Linked DNA regions of Mus musculus: region 2 is linked to region 1. Evidence: chromatin contacts called from public HiChIP or PLAC-seq data. All regions are on one chromosome and are shown on one strand. Each heading gives the region's core, a stretch centred on a gene start, on an enhancer-like site or on the middle of the called end of the contact. The rest is flanking DNA. Distances are from core to core; before and after follow the strand shown. Region 1 holds the start of Prdm2 (PR domain containing 2, with ZNF domain). Region 2 has its middle 14 kb from the start of Pdpn.

Region 1 (6,208 bases), core at 1,382-3,881:
TCTGACATGCAGCATTCCCTGCAGATGCTCTCTGCATGCAGGTCTGACGTATCCCCTCAAGGCCCACATACACTTCCACTATGGAGTTTGCTAGTGAAAGCTGCATATTTGCTGTTGGGTTTTTCCCCTTTACATATATTAAAACTAACACGAAACTAGTCAGAAGACATGAAAATAGCAAATACTCCACAGTGCTCTCCACCCTGGAGACTGTGATTTAACACACCCCTGAAAGGTGTCTAAGTCAGATCTAAAGTTGAAAAGATATCAGCATTCTGAAAAAAGAAAAAAAAATCCCATTAATAAATAAATAGCCAGTATAAAATAATCATCAAAAGGAACTGTGTGCAGATATGTGTGAGCTACAGACACCACAGAGAAATCAGGGAGGTTACTTCTTAGGTAGCTGAAACAAACAAACAAACAAAAAAAGATGTATCATCAGACACTACCAAAGCAGATTTTCCAGTTTTCACATCTTAAATAGTTGCAGAATTTTTAAATTCATCACAGAGAAAAAACTTCCGAAAATTAATGAAAAGAAATGTCAGACTTTAGAAGCCTTGAAAATCAATGTGGGATTGGTTAATGAATGATGGCCCATCCACATATCAGCCATTAAACATCAAATTGAAGAACAGTTAAAGACATAGAAACACACAACAGCATAATGAAAGACAAGCCTCATCGATATACACAACATATCAATTCTCTATAGACTATTATACAGAAGTGCATGCTTCTATAAATGAATGTATGTGAATAAAGAAATACAAGCAGGCACACCATGAGGGACTGACTAGTGACAATCTGCTACAATGTTAACAATGGCTATCTGAGGAGGCGGAAGTTTACAGGCGGTTTCTATTCCTTCTTTGTGCGCCTCTGTTTTCCAACTGTCTTCCAGTGCGACTGTTTTGCTGTTTTGTGCTTACAGAGCTAATACATTATTACAAAGTTACACCTTCTTATCCCGAGCACTGCATAGAAAATGTAAAACAAACCACCTCAAACCTCAACGAAGCCAAGTCTTCCATCAACAAACAGCGAACATTCATTGAGCATTCTCATTATGTCCCTGGTTCTAATAACTTTGTAAATGCATCGACGGCTTTTTTTTGGGGGGGGGGGGCAGGGAAGGGTCGAGCCCTGAAATAACACCAAATGCAGCTGAGTGTTGCTTCCAACAATGGATTTACAGCTCTCTTCCCATGGCTTGGAATAAAGGGGGCTTATTAAATGATCTCTGAAGGTTTTCAAAGCTATGGCGAGATTGCTCATGAAAAAGAAATTTCATCAAATAAAGTGTGTGAAAGAGAGCTTGGAGGGTGGCAGCTGCGTGCAATCTCAAAAACAGAACTCTATAGAACAGGAAAACAACAGAATAATGTCTCTCAGTTCCTCCTCTTAATATCCTAAAACCTCTTTTCCAATATCATCGTGGGCAGAATGATCCAACTGTAGTCTGTGCTATTGTAGGTAAAAGAAAAACAAAAACCAAAAAACAAACAAAAAACCATTGGGAGGTTGTCTTTGCTGTATATATTACTTTAAAGAATAACCTCGAAGTAAACAAAAAAACTTTGAGATACAATTTTAGTCATGTTCTGGGGACACTGTGTACTAGAAACAAACATTCCCGTGTTTCATTAAAGGGTCCTAAGGGCAAGGCACTGGAACTTGGCAAAAGGCAGTTCACGTGTCAAATACACCCAAATCCTCAATACATGAAATGCGGGGGGTGAAGGGAAACCCCATTTCTCTAGGTGTAAATTCCAGCTGGGTAGTAAGAGGCAACGGGGCTTCCCGGCGATCTGTGGGATTGTTTCCCCAGCTCGAGGCCCGACCTAACGGTAAGTGCTAGGCCATTGGCCGGTGCTTCACGCGTGGATCGTGGAAGAACACTGACCTGTTAAGGTCTATTTCGTGTCTCGCTCGTCACCCTCGGAGACATAGTAGATGGATCTTTTGACGAACGCAAACCAGTCCTATGTATGCTAGCGCACACCTGTGACACATGCACGTATGCACCAGTGGGTCGATGGGGGACACTCGAGGAGCCCACTGGCAGGTTTATAGCACACGGAAACTATACGGGGGTGAAAAACACAAAGGCTCGAGGCACAGAACCAACTCGAGGATTGCAGATGCGCTCGCACATTCAACCCGGGACACAAAAGAGCAGAGATCAGCGCAGCCCTGCGGATGGGGACCGCCCGGGGCCCACGTGCGCTCCCCGCCGACCCCGCAGCCGCGCACCCCGAGTCCGCCGCGCCGTCACCAAACGGACCCGAAACTTGGCCGCGGGGACTTAAGAGCCGCGGAGCGGGAGCCTTCGCGCCGCCTCGCGTCGGCGCCAGCGCCAGCCACCGGTTCCCGGCCGTTCGGAGGAAGCTCGAAGGGGGCGCGTCAGCCCGCCCCGCAATCCCCTTAGCGCCCGGCCCGGTCGCCCCCGCCGCGGTGGCCACACTCCTCACTGACACCAAGGGACATTCCCCCGAGGCCCGCCCGCCCTCCCCGGCTCCGCCGCTCCTCACCAGAGCGCGACGTGCCAACGCTTCAGCGAGCCCAGAGCCGCAGCCGCCGCCGTCGCTCTGGCGCCCGCGGCCGCGCCGCCGCCATCTTGGCTCCGGCCGGAAGTGACGTCGGCACGGCGCCCACAACCCCCGACCCCGACCCCGACCCCGCGCGTAGCTCGTGGCCTGCGACCCCGAGGAGCTCAACACGACGGTCAGGCGTGACCCCGGCGGACTGTGTCGCCCTCTCTGTCAATCACGGACTCGCCGCTCGCCCCAGAGCGTTATTACCTCGAAGGGAAGCCCGCGTCGCCATGGCCGGGCCAGCCTGACCACTATAGAGTTAGGGCTGAGAAACTCAAGAGTTGGTCAGAGAAGCCACCCTACTTCAGACGACCGCGACTGACTGGCGTGGTGGCGCACACTTTAATCCCCAAACTCGAGGCAGAAGCAGCCAGAGCTACATAGTGAATTCCAGGAAGGCAGGACCACACCCTTAGACCTTGTTTCAAGAAAAACAAGAGCAGAATCCACTCTGAAGGCCACTCACTAGACCACTGCCAGGCAAATAGACCGTTTAAATGGTGTGCAAAGGACCAATATAGCCACACACACACAAACCCGAAACTTCAGCAAAGCAGATGCAACTGAGCGGCTGTATTCATCCCTTACCAGGAGGCATTTGCTAACTGCCAGCTATGGGCCTAGGTCAGTGCCAAGGCTCTGTGGTACCCAGCATGGCCTTCATCTTGCCCTTGGGAACTGCACCACTATTTACAAACAAGTGAGCTGGAGATGGATTGGATTGAACTGGAGACCACTTCTGACATCCCAGAAAAGAGGTTTGACGGGAACATAGTTGCCAATCAATCTGAAGTTGTAGAGAGATGAAAGTTACTTGTCACATCTAGATGGTACCCAGAGCCATGAGTACTTCAAGATAAAGCTATCCTCTGAGAAGAAAGGAAAAAAAAAAAAAATCTAAGTGTAGTGGGCCGTATTAGTCCTCTGAGAAAAGGATCTGAAAAATAGATAATGTATTATGTTCAAATGTGCCTCCAAAACTTTGGAAAGACCAGACAAGCTCATCAAATGTACCTGTTGTTTAGAAAGTACGTCAATCAACGTGGATTGTGGTATACTCTGTAAAGGATTGGTGACATGGTGATTATCTCATCAGTACTGTTGACAGGTGAGGACAATGTCAAGTGTTGTCAAGGTCTGGATCACCACAGAGCCCGTGGAGAGAGGAAATAAAACCTCAAATGTTTGCTTATGTCTCTCACTAGTCAAGAGTTTACAAACCTAAGAGAGACATGCAAACTTGTCACTAGAATATACACTATTATGGTACAGGCTGCCACTGGAATTTGCACTCTTTATTTGATTAACACCTTACTAAGTATATGCATCAAAAATCATCTGAGGTAGCGTGGGAGCAAAAGGGAGACCACCACCTCATCTACCACCAAACTGCCATAGCCATCATTTTAAAAGAAAATCTACTTACCCCCTGGCATCCAATAGAATGCAAAAGGAAATATAGGGGATTTTGATTTTTGTCAAATCAAAACATGACATGGTAAAACCAGAGAACACCATGCCAAGAAGGCAGTGGCTGTTCTTCCTGTCTTTAATCTGATATGACAATGCCTTTTTCCCCTGGGGCAACGGTTTCAGATTTGATGTCTTAAAACAACAGAAATTTAATCTCCTGCAAATGTAGAGGCTAGAGTCCAAATCAGTATCAGTAGACTCAAGCTAAGGTGTCAGTAGGACCACACTTCCTCTGAGGTCTCTAGGGGAGACTGTTTCCTTCTTCCAGCTTCTGGTGACTGCCAACATTCCTTGGCTTGTCACTATGCCACTCAACTCTTCAAGGCCAACATCATCACACTCTCTTCATCTTTACATCACTTTCTCCTCTGTAGGTAGTGAAATTTCCCTCTGTTCTTTCATAATCTATACAGTTGCACTGAGGATACCCAGCTAAACCACAGTTAATCTCTTCATTGCTGAGTCATAGCAACAGAAGTTCTGCAAGAGGTAATGCTTGAGAATTCAAGGGATTGAGTTGAGGTCAGATGCTTAGTAACGATTATTTAGCCTACCACACTGAGTAAATCTTCGGTCCTTCTAAATACCACCTCTAACCAACCACTGTATACTTTTAATCTGTGTATTTTGTTTGAACATGTTTCAATTCTCTAAACTGTGATACTTCCCAGACTGAACGACACACTTTATAGTTCATCTGTTCAATTAAAAAAGACAAAGGCTATGGAGATTACAGTGAAATTTCATTAGTGATGATTAGCTGTGCGGTGTACTAAATACTACTGTTTTCCTTCTTTGAAATGATGAAATGCCTTGCTAATGAAGGATGATGGGAATAGAGATGCTTTAATCAGAAATTGTGGTCTGTTTATTAGGAGACGGACGTATACAACACACTCACTATCAAAGTCTGCAACGTGAATGAAACTCCATGTTGCACAAGTCACCTGGCTCAGCCCTGGTCACTTATGCACATATTATGTGTTAAAATGGCACATGCTACACTCAAAACCCAGAGCAATGTCTAAGCACTAAATAGATAATACTTACGGGGGGAAAATGGCATCTCCCTGACTCTCAAAACAGATAGAGATAAGCAGTTATGTATAGCCCAGACATTGTATTTTTTTTTAAAAAAAAATGTGATTGTAATCAAAACCACAGCAATTTCTATAGAATTGCCCCTTAAAAGATTAAAAACTTAGCTGGGCGGTGGTGGCACATGCTTTTAATCCCAGCACTTGGGAGGCAGAGGCAGGTGGTTTTCTGAGTTCGAGGCCAGCCAGGTCTACAAAGTGAGTTCCAGGACAGCCAGGGCCTCACAGAGAAACCCTGCCTCGAAAAAAAAAAAAAAAAAAGATTAAACACTTTATAGCTAGTACCAAAGACTTTAAACTACAGTATCAGTGACAATGTAAGTGGACTTAAGACTCCCTGAATGACAATACTTATTCCCTGCTAGGTTCTGTTATAGACATTGTACATGGATTATGTCCCATTCATCACAGCTGTGTGTGGTGAGCGCATGTACAGCTGTGAGAACTAAGGCCAATGTGGATGAAGACATTGCCCAGTTAAAGAAATGAAGCCAGGGGCTGGAAATATGGCTCAGCGGATAAGAGTACTGACTGCTCTTCCGAAAGTCCTGAGTTCAAATCCCAGCAACCACATGGTGGCTCACAACCATCCATAAAGAGATCTGACACGGGAAGGGATTTAAAAAAAAAGAGGGAGGAGGGATTAAAATAAGAGAGATTTGACACCCTCTTCTGATGTGTCTGAAGACAGTACAGTGTACTTACATATAACAATAAATCTTATTAAAATTTAAAAAAAAAGAAATGAAACCAGGTTTTTAACTTGGACAGTTCAGTTCCATAGAAAGCACCCACCTCATTCATCCTTGGAGCACATACATGCATAGACACACACACACACACACACACACACACACACACACACTTAAAAGCTAGACCAGACCAGTAGCCATTGTAGGCAACTGTGTGTGTGTGTGTGTGTGTGTGTGTGTGTGTGTGTGTGTGTGTGTGTTGCCTGCACACATACACATTCTCAAGCATAATTTCTAAGGTAAATATTGTCTTGATGGCCCGTTCAATCACAATTATCAACTGTCA
Region 2 (6,208 bases), core at 1,702-4,201, 100 kb after region 1:
CTGTCATCAGAGAGGCTTCACCCAGCAACTAATGGAAACAGGTGTAGAGACCCACAGTCAAGCCTTAGGCAGACCTTGGGGGATCCTGTGGAAAGGGGACAAGAAGGATCAAAAGAGCCAGAGCCATCACAAGGAAATCTACAGAAGCGACTGACCTGGGCCCTGAGGGGCTCACAGAGACTGCACTGCCAATCAGAGAGTTATGTATGGGATGGACCCAAACCCCTACACAAATGTAAGAGGTCTGAGAGAGAATTGAGAGAGGACTGGAATGGGGGAGGTATCTCTGGGACGAGCTAGAAGCCTAGGATAATTGAAACTCGCAGGAATCTGTCTTGGTCTTCATGTGGGACCTCTAACAGTAGGGGCAGGGTCTCTCTCTTTAAAAGATTTATTTATTTATTATATGTAAGTACACTGTAGCTGTCTTCAGACACACCAGAAGAGGGCGTCGTTACGGATGGTTGTGAGCCACCATGTAGGTGCTGGGAGTTGAACTCGGGACCTTCGGAAGAGCAGTCAGTGCTCTTAGCCGCCGCTTCCCACCCCCCACCCCCCACCCCATCTGTCTCTGACTCTGATGCCTGCCTTTGGATCCCTTTCCCCTAACTGGGATGCCTTATCTCGCCTCAATAGGAGAAGATGCGCCTGGTCCTACTGCAAGGTGATATGCCAGGTGGGTTGATATCCACGGGAAGGCTCCCTTGTTCTGAGGAGAAAGGAAAGAGGGATGGATGGGGGAGAGGTGAGGTGAGAGGGAGGAATTGGGAGGACAGGAGAGAAGGGAAGCTTAAATCTGGATGTAAAGTAAATAAATGAATTAATTAAGAAAGAGAAAAGAGCAGGAGCTAGAGAGACGGCCCAGTGGTTAAGAGTACTGGCTGGTTTTCCAGAGGATCTGGCTTCAATCCCAGCACCCATTTGGGAGCTCACAACTGTCTCTATGTCCCAGGGGATCTGGCGCCCTCTTCTGGCCTCTATGGAGTCTGCATGCACTTGGCACACAGACATACAGGCAGACAAAAACACTCAAACACATAAAAATGAAAATAATAAAACCAGAAAGAATAGTGTAATTGTCATATGGAGTAATCATCTAATGACTTATTACCATATAATCTCTAATAAATATGTGTCTTTGATAAATGCAATTCAAAGAAGTAAAATAAGATCCCATTCATTTCAGTATTCTTCCCCGTCCCCCATCTCCCCTGGAGTTCTTGGAATTGAGCCCTGAGCCTGTGTATGTTACTCAGCTGGTTAACGTTGGCCTACGTCCACAGCCTACGGTATTCTTTAGTTAGCATAGCTCCTCACAAGTTAAGAATGTACAGAAATAGTGACTTCTACCTTATTCTACTGACAAGTGCAAATCTTCTAATGATGTATGAATACGGGCTGGAGAGATGGCTCATCAGTTAAGCTCTGGATGCTCTTCTTGCAGATCCGAGTTTCATTTCCAGCACCGACATGGTGGCTCACAACTGTCAGTAACTCCACTTCCAGAGAAGCTGATACACTCTTATGGCCACATTTTCAATAAGCTTTATTTTATTTCTAGTTATGTGCATATCTGTGTGTGTGTGTGTGTGTGTGTGTGTGTGTGTGTGTGTGTGTGACATATGCAGTGGTGCCAGAGGCCAGAAGGCAGTGTCGGATCCCCTGGGGCTGGAGCCACAAGTGGTTGTGGGCTGTCCAAAGTGGGTGTGCTGGAGACTGAACTTGGTTCTCTTGGAAGAACAACAAGTGCTCTTAACTGCTAACCCATCTCTCCAGAGCCTGAATTGTTAATTAATTTATTTTTTTGAGATAGGATCTTGTGTAGCCCAGGCTAGCCTTAAACTCACTCTGTAACAGAGGATGGCCTTAAACTCCCGATTCTCTATTCTCCTCCTCTGGAGTGCTGGGATTCCAGGCAGGCACCACATCACCTGGTGTGTGCTGTGGATGGCACTGTGGACTTCGTGCAGTCAAGGCAAACATTCACCTTGTGAGCACTCCTAGGCCTCATTTATTATTATTATTGTTATTATATTTTATTTGTTACAGTTGTCAACGTTTACATTATTGGGTATCCGTCGTATAATAATACATCCAAACAGTTTAGCTTAGACTATAAAAAAAATGCTCATTTCTGTTTTATACATGCTCTCTGGATCTGTACTAGCATCATTCATGTAAAGGTTTTTTTGTTTTGTTTTGTTTTTTGTTTGTCGAGACAGGGTTTCTCTGTGTAGCCCTGGCTGTCCTAGAACTCACTTTGAAGACCAGGCTGGCCTCGAACTCAGAAACCCGCCTGTCTCTGCCTCCCGAGTGCTGGGATTAAAGGCGTGCGCCACCACCGCCCGGCAAGACACCACCTTGCTATGTTTCTTTTTTTTTTTTTTTTTTTTTTCAGATTCTCTTGGATGCATTTGAGAGAGAGATTATTTTGAAGTGTTCACATAAAAGTACATATGTTTATGCTGTGATATATGTATATATTTATGAGTGTGTATAAGTCTATAGATAGATTTATTTATTTATTTATTCATTTATTTGTTTATTTACTTAGGAGTGCTGGGGATCAAACTTAGGAACTCATATATGTAGGGCGCGATGCCACTGCTTATTTACTGACTATACCTCTTCATAAGTTAGCGCTGTCTGAGAAGCAGGCATCTAGAGACCTCAGTGATGGATTGTGGATATATAGGAGGACTTGACCCCTGGTTCACCTGTGGTATATCCCCAGGCTGGGAGTTCCATCTCTTCTGCTACTAAATTTGTGATGAAGGAGTCCATCTGTCTGTCTGCCTATCTTTGAGATGGGGTTTCACTTAGCCTAGGCAGGCCTCAAACTCATTATAGAAGGGCCTGACCTTGAACTTCTGACCCTCCGGCCTCCACTTCCTGAATAGGCAACGGGATCTTAGGTGTGTGCCACTGTAGTGTTCGTGGTGCTGAGGATCGAAGGCTTGTTTTTGTTCCTTGACTCCACAGGGAATAGGTTCCAGCTGCTTAGGTGCTTCTCTGTGTGCAGCAAGCCAGCACTCCAGCTGAACACGGTGTGTTCTCACTGGGTTCCCTTTTTTGAGCGCTTCCCTTTGGTTTATGGAAGCCATCTCAGCTCTCAGGGCCTTCACATGCTCCGCCTGCACAGTAATTCTCCTGTCAAGACTCTTGCCCTTAACTTGCTTGTTTGCAATGCCATCAGCATGCTAGCTCCAGGTTTGCCGTGGGCACATTTATGGGAGGTTCCTTTTTGAAGGATTCCCCTGATGCCTAGAGTGTGATCCTCTTGTCTCACACGTGTGTGGCCAGAGGAATGACACCGTGTTTTGAGAACATAAACAGGAGTCTCCTCTTCCTTTGGTGTCTGTCATTTTGCTGCATCGCCGAAAGACAGCTGTCACAGCCTAAAAGCATCTGTAAGGATTTCCCCCCCTCCACTCCCCCCGGCCCCCACACCTTGAGACAGGGTTTCTCTGTATAGCTCTGGCTGTCCTAGAACTCACTTTGTAGACCAGGCTGCCCTCGAACTCAGAAATCCGCCTGCCTCTGCCTCCTGGGGTCTGTAAGGATTTTAAAGTGTGCACAGAGTGTATATAACTTTTAAAAATTACTTTAGGCAAAACAAAATCTGACCTGAGCTGTGTGACACACACCTTTAATCCCAGCACTTGGGAGGCAGAGGCAGGTGGATTTCTGAGTTTCAGGCTAGCCTGGTCTACAGAGGGAGTCCAGGACAGCCAGGGATACACAGAGAAACCCTGTCTTGAACCAAAATCAATCAATCAATCAATCAATCAATCAAACAAACAAACAAACAACATCCCTGAACCTAAAGAATAGTGGGGTGGGGGGGCAACTTTGTGAAGTGAGGAGACTTCAGTGAAGTGTCTCTTCTGTGAAGAGAAGACAGGCGCCTTCAGCTGCCTGCTGAGGATGAAGAGGGAGACAGGCAGGTGGAAGGGGGAGCACTAGGGAGACACTGAGGCAGGAAGGACAGTTGGATGGTACTGGAGGAGAGCTAAGAGGGGACTCCAGGAGGTGGTGGAGCAGCAGGGAGCTACAGACACCGACTGTGGGGTTTCTGCACGGAAGGGTTTGAAACGGCTTCTCCCGATGTCCCCACCTGTCAGCCACAGCACGGCTTCTGAACCTTGGCACTGCTGATATTTGGAACTCAATAATTCTTTTTTAGGAAGTCATGCCCTGGGCATTATAAGATATTTAGGGACACCCATGGTCTCCATCTACCAGGTACCATTGGCAGACACCCATTTTCCCATGTAATGATAAAACATGAGATTAAGATTTGCTAAAGGTTACCTGGAGGATAAAACACTCCTGTTGACCCTCCTCTTGAAAACCAGTCAGCCAAGCTGTCTCCTTTGAGAGGATTAGCTTGGGAGACATAAGATTATACAGAGAAAGGACTTGGTGCTCAGTGTTTGTCTTTCAAAATGGGCTCCCTAAATCCTTAGCAATAAAACACTCTGAGACAATCGAGCCATGCTGAGAATATCCAATCGCCTTAAGCATCCTTTCTACTGCAATAGCCAAATCTGGCTAACTTGGATCACAGGGATTGTGCTTAGAGAGAATTCATATGTGACATGGGGCTATATGGTGCTGTCTTCTAGGAAGGACGAATGTCTCTGAGATAGATAACAGGTGCTCACAGGAGAAGGATGCCTGATTCTGCCCTGCCCAAGGCCAGGGTGATCGGAAGAAGATATATCTCAAGAACTTGGATCTAAGCAGGCGTCCTGCTTGCAGAGACACCCACCATGGCCTTGCATGGAGTAATGTGACATCATTCAAGTTCCCAAGTCTTGGGGAGAAAGCAGCCAGACTCTTTGCCAGAATGTACCGTGAGCAGAGCAGCCGCTAACTCAGTACCTGTCTTAGTCAGGGTTTCTATTCCTGCACAAACATCGTGACCAAGAAGCAAGTTGGGGAGGAAAGGGTTTATTCAGCTTACACTTCCATACTGCTGTTTATCACCAAGGAAGTCAGGACTGGAACTCAAGCAGGTCAGGAAGTAGGAGCTGATGCAGAAGCCATGGAGGGATGTTCTTTACTGGCTTGCTTCCCCTGGCTTGCTCAGCCTGCTCTCTTATAGAACCAAGACTACCAGCCCAGAGATGGTCCCACCCACAAGGGGCCTTTCCCCCTTGATCACTAATTGAGAAAATGCCTTACAGTTGGATCTCATGGAGGCATTTCCTCAACTGAAGCTCCTTTCTCTGTGATAACTCCAGCTGTGTCAAGTTGACACACGAAACCAGCCAATACAGTTCCTAACAGTTTTTGTTTTCCTTTGAAACTGTGACATAGGCCTTTGTTGTCCACAGTCTCTCCATGTTCTAGTCTTCCAGACTCCTATCTGAGCGGCCCGTCAGCCTGTACTTAGCATCTTCTATGGTGTTACTAGCCTACAGCTCCGGACACTTCCATATTCCTCTTACGAACCAGTCAGCAACAGCCCCATCCCTCAATGCCAGTTTCCCTCATTACTTGTGTTCTTGTTACTGTGAACACACACACACACACACACACACACACACACACACACACACACACACACACACACACACCACAAGAGTCAGCTTAAGAGAAGAAGGCTTTATTTTGGATTCTAGTTCCAAAGGATCCAGGGTATCGTGGCAGGAAGGCATGTTACCAAGAGCAGCATGAAACATTTGGGGCCTCAGAGGTTAAGAGGACTTGTTGCTCTTGTAGAGGACCCACATTGGATTCCCAGCACCTACATGGTGGTTAACAACTCTCCGTAACTCCAGTTCCAGGGGATCTGATGCCCCCTTCTCATCTCTGCGAACATCAAGCAGGCTGACATACATGCAGGCGAAACACACGTTAAAAGATATATATAAATCTAGTAAAAATTCAAAACAAACTTTCAGGGCCCGGCTCTACTTCTCTAAGCCAGACTCTATCACCTAAAGATTCTATAGCCTTCCCAGATGGTGCCACCAGCTAATAAGCCATTGCTCACACAGGGCGTGTCTGGGGATATTTCACAGGCAAAGCATAATAGTCAAGGCCTGTGATCCTCCTGCCTCAGCCTCCTGAGTGCTGGATCCCTGGTACACACCACCACACCTAGATTCTCTCTCCAACCTCTTACTAAACACATCCACTGTTACAAAAAGTTCTATCTTTCCTTTCTAAACTTTTAATAATCTTTACATTATTATTT

Evidence for each region. HiChIP or PLAC-seq counts read pairs in DNA pulled down with a chosen protein or histone mark.
Region 2: a contact with region 1 is called in an H3K27ac HiChIP or PLAC-seq map of embryonic stem cells, with 8 read pairs. The contact joins the enhancer-like site here to the promoter of Prdm2 in region 1. A contact is called at or near these places in 3 of 39 promoter capture datasets (embryonic stem cells, macrophages and stem cell-derived epiblast-like cells), 1 of 115 datasets of contacts at active chromatin or transcription factors (embryonic stem cells) and 1 of 9 other capture datasets (adipose tissue).

What each region holds. Positions count from the first base shown.
Region 1 is chr4:143,210,078-143,216,285 of GRCm38.p6, forward strand. It overlaps Prdm2 (PR domain containing 2, with ZNF domain), which reads right to left and starts at 2,632. Exons shown (of 10, transcript NM_001081355.3): 1 at 2,538-2,632.
Region 2 is chr4:143,310,585-143,316,792 of GRCm38.p6, forward strand. No RefSeq gene overlaps it. Among named protein-coding and RNA genes, the nearest start is that of Pdpn, 14 kb to the left of the region's middle. Within about 2 kb of position 2,952, at least 3 of the 459 cell types and tissues checked have an H3K27ac peak or open chromatin away from gene starts, as enhancers often do. A contact at or near this core is called in embryonic stem cells, where this site is marked.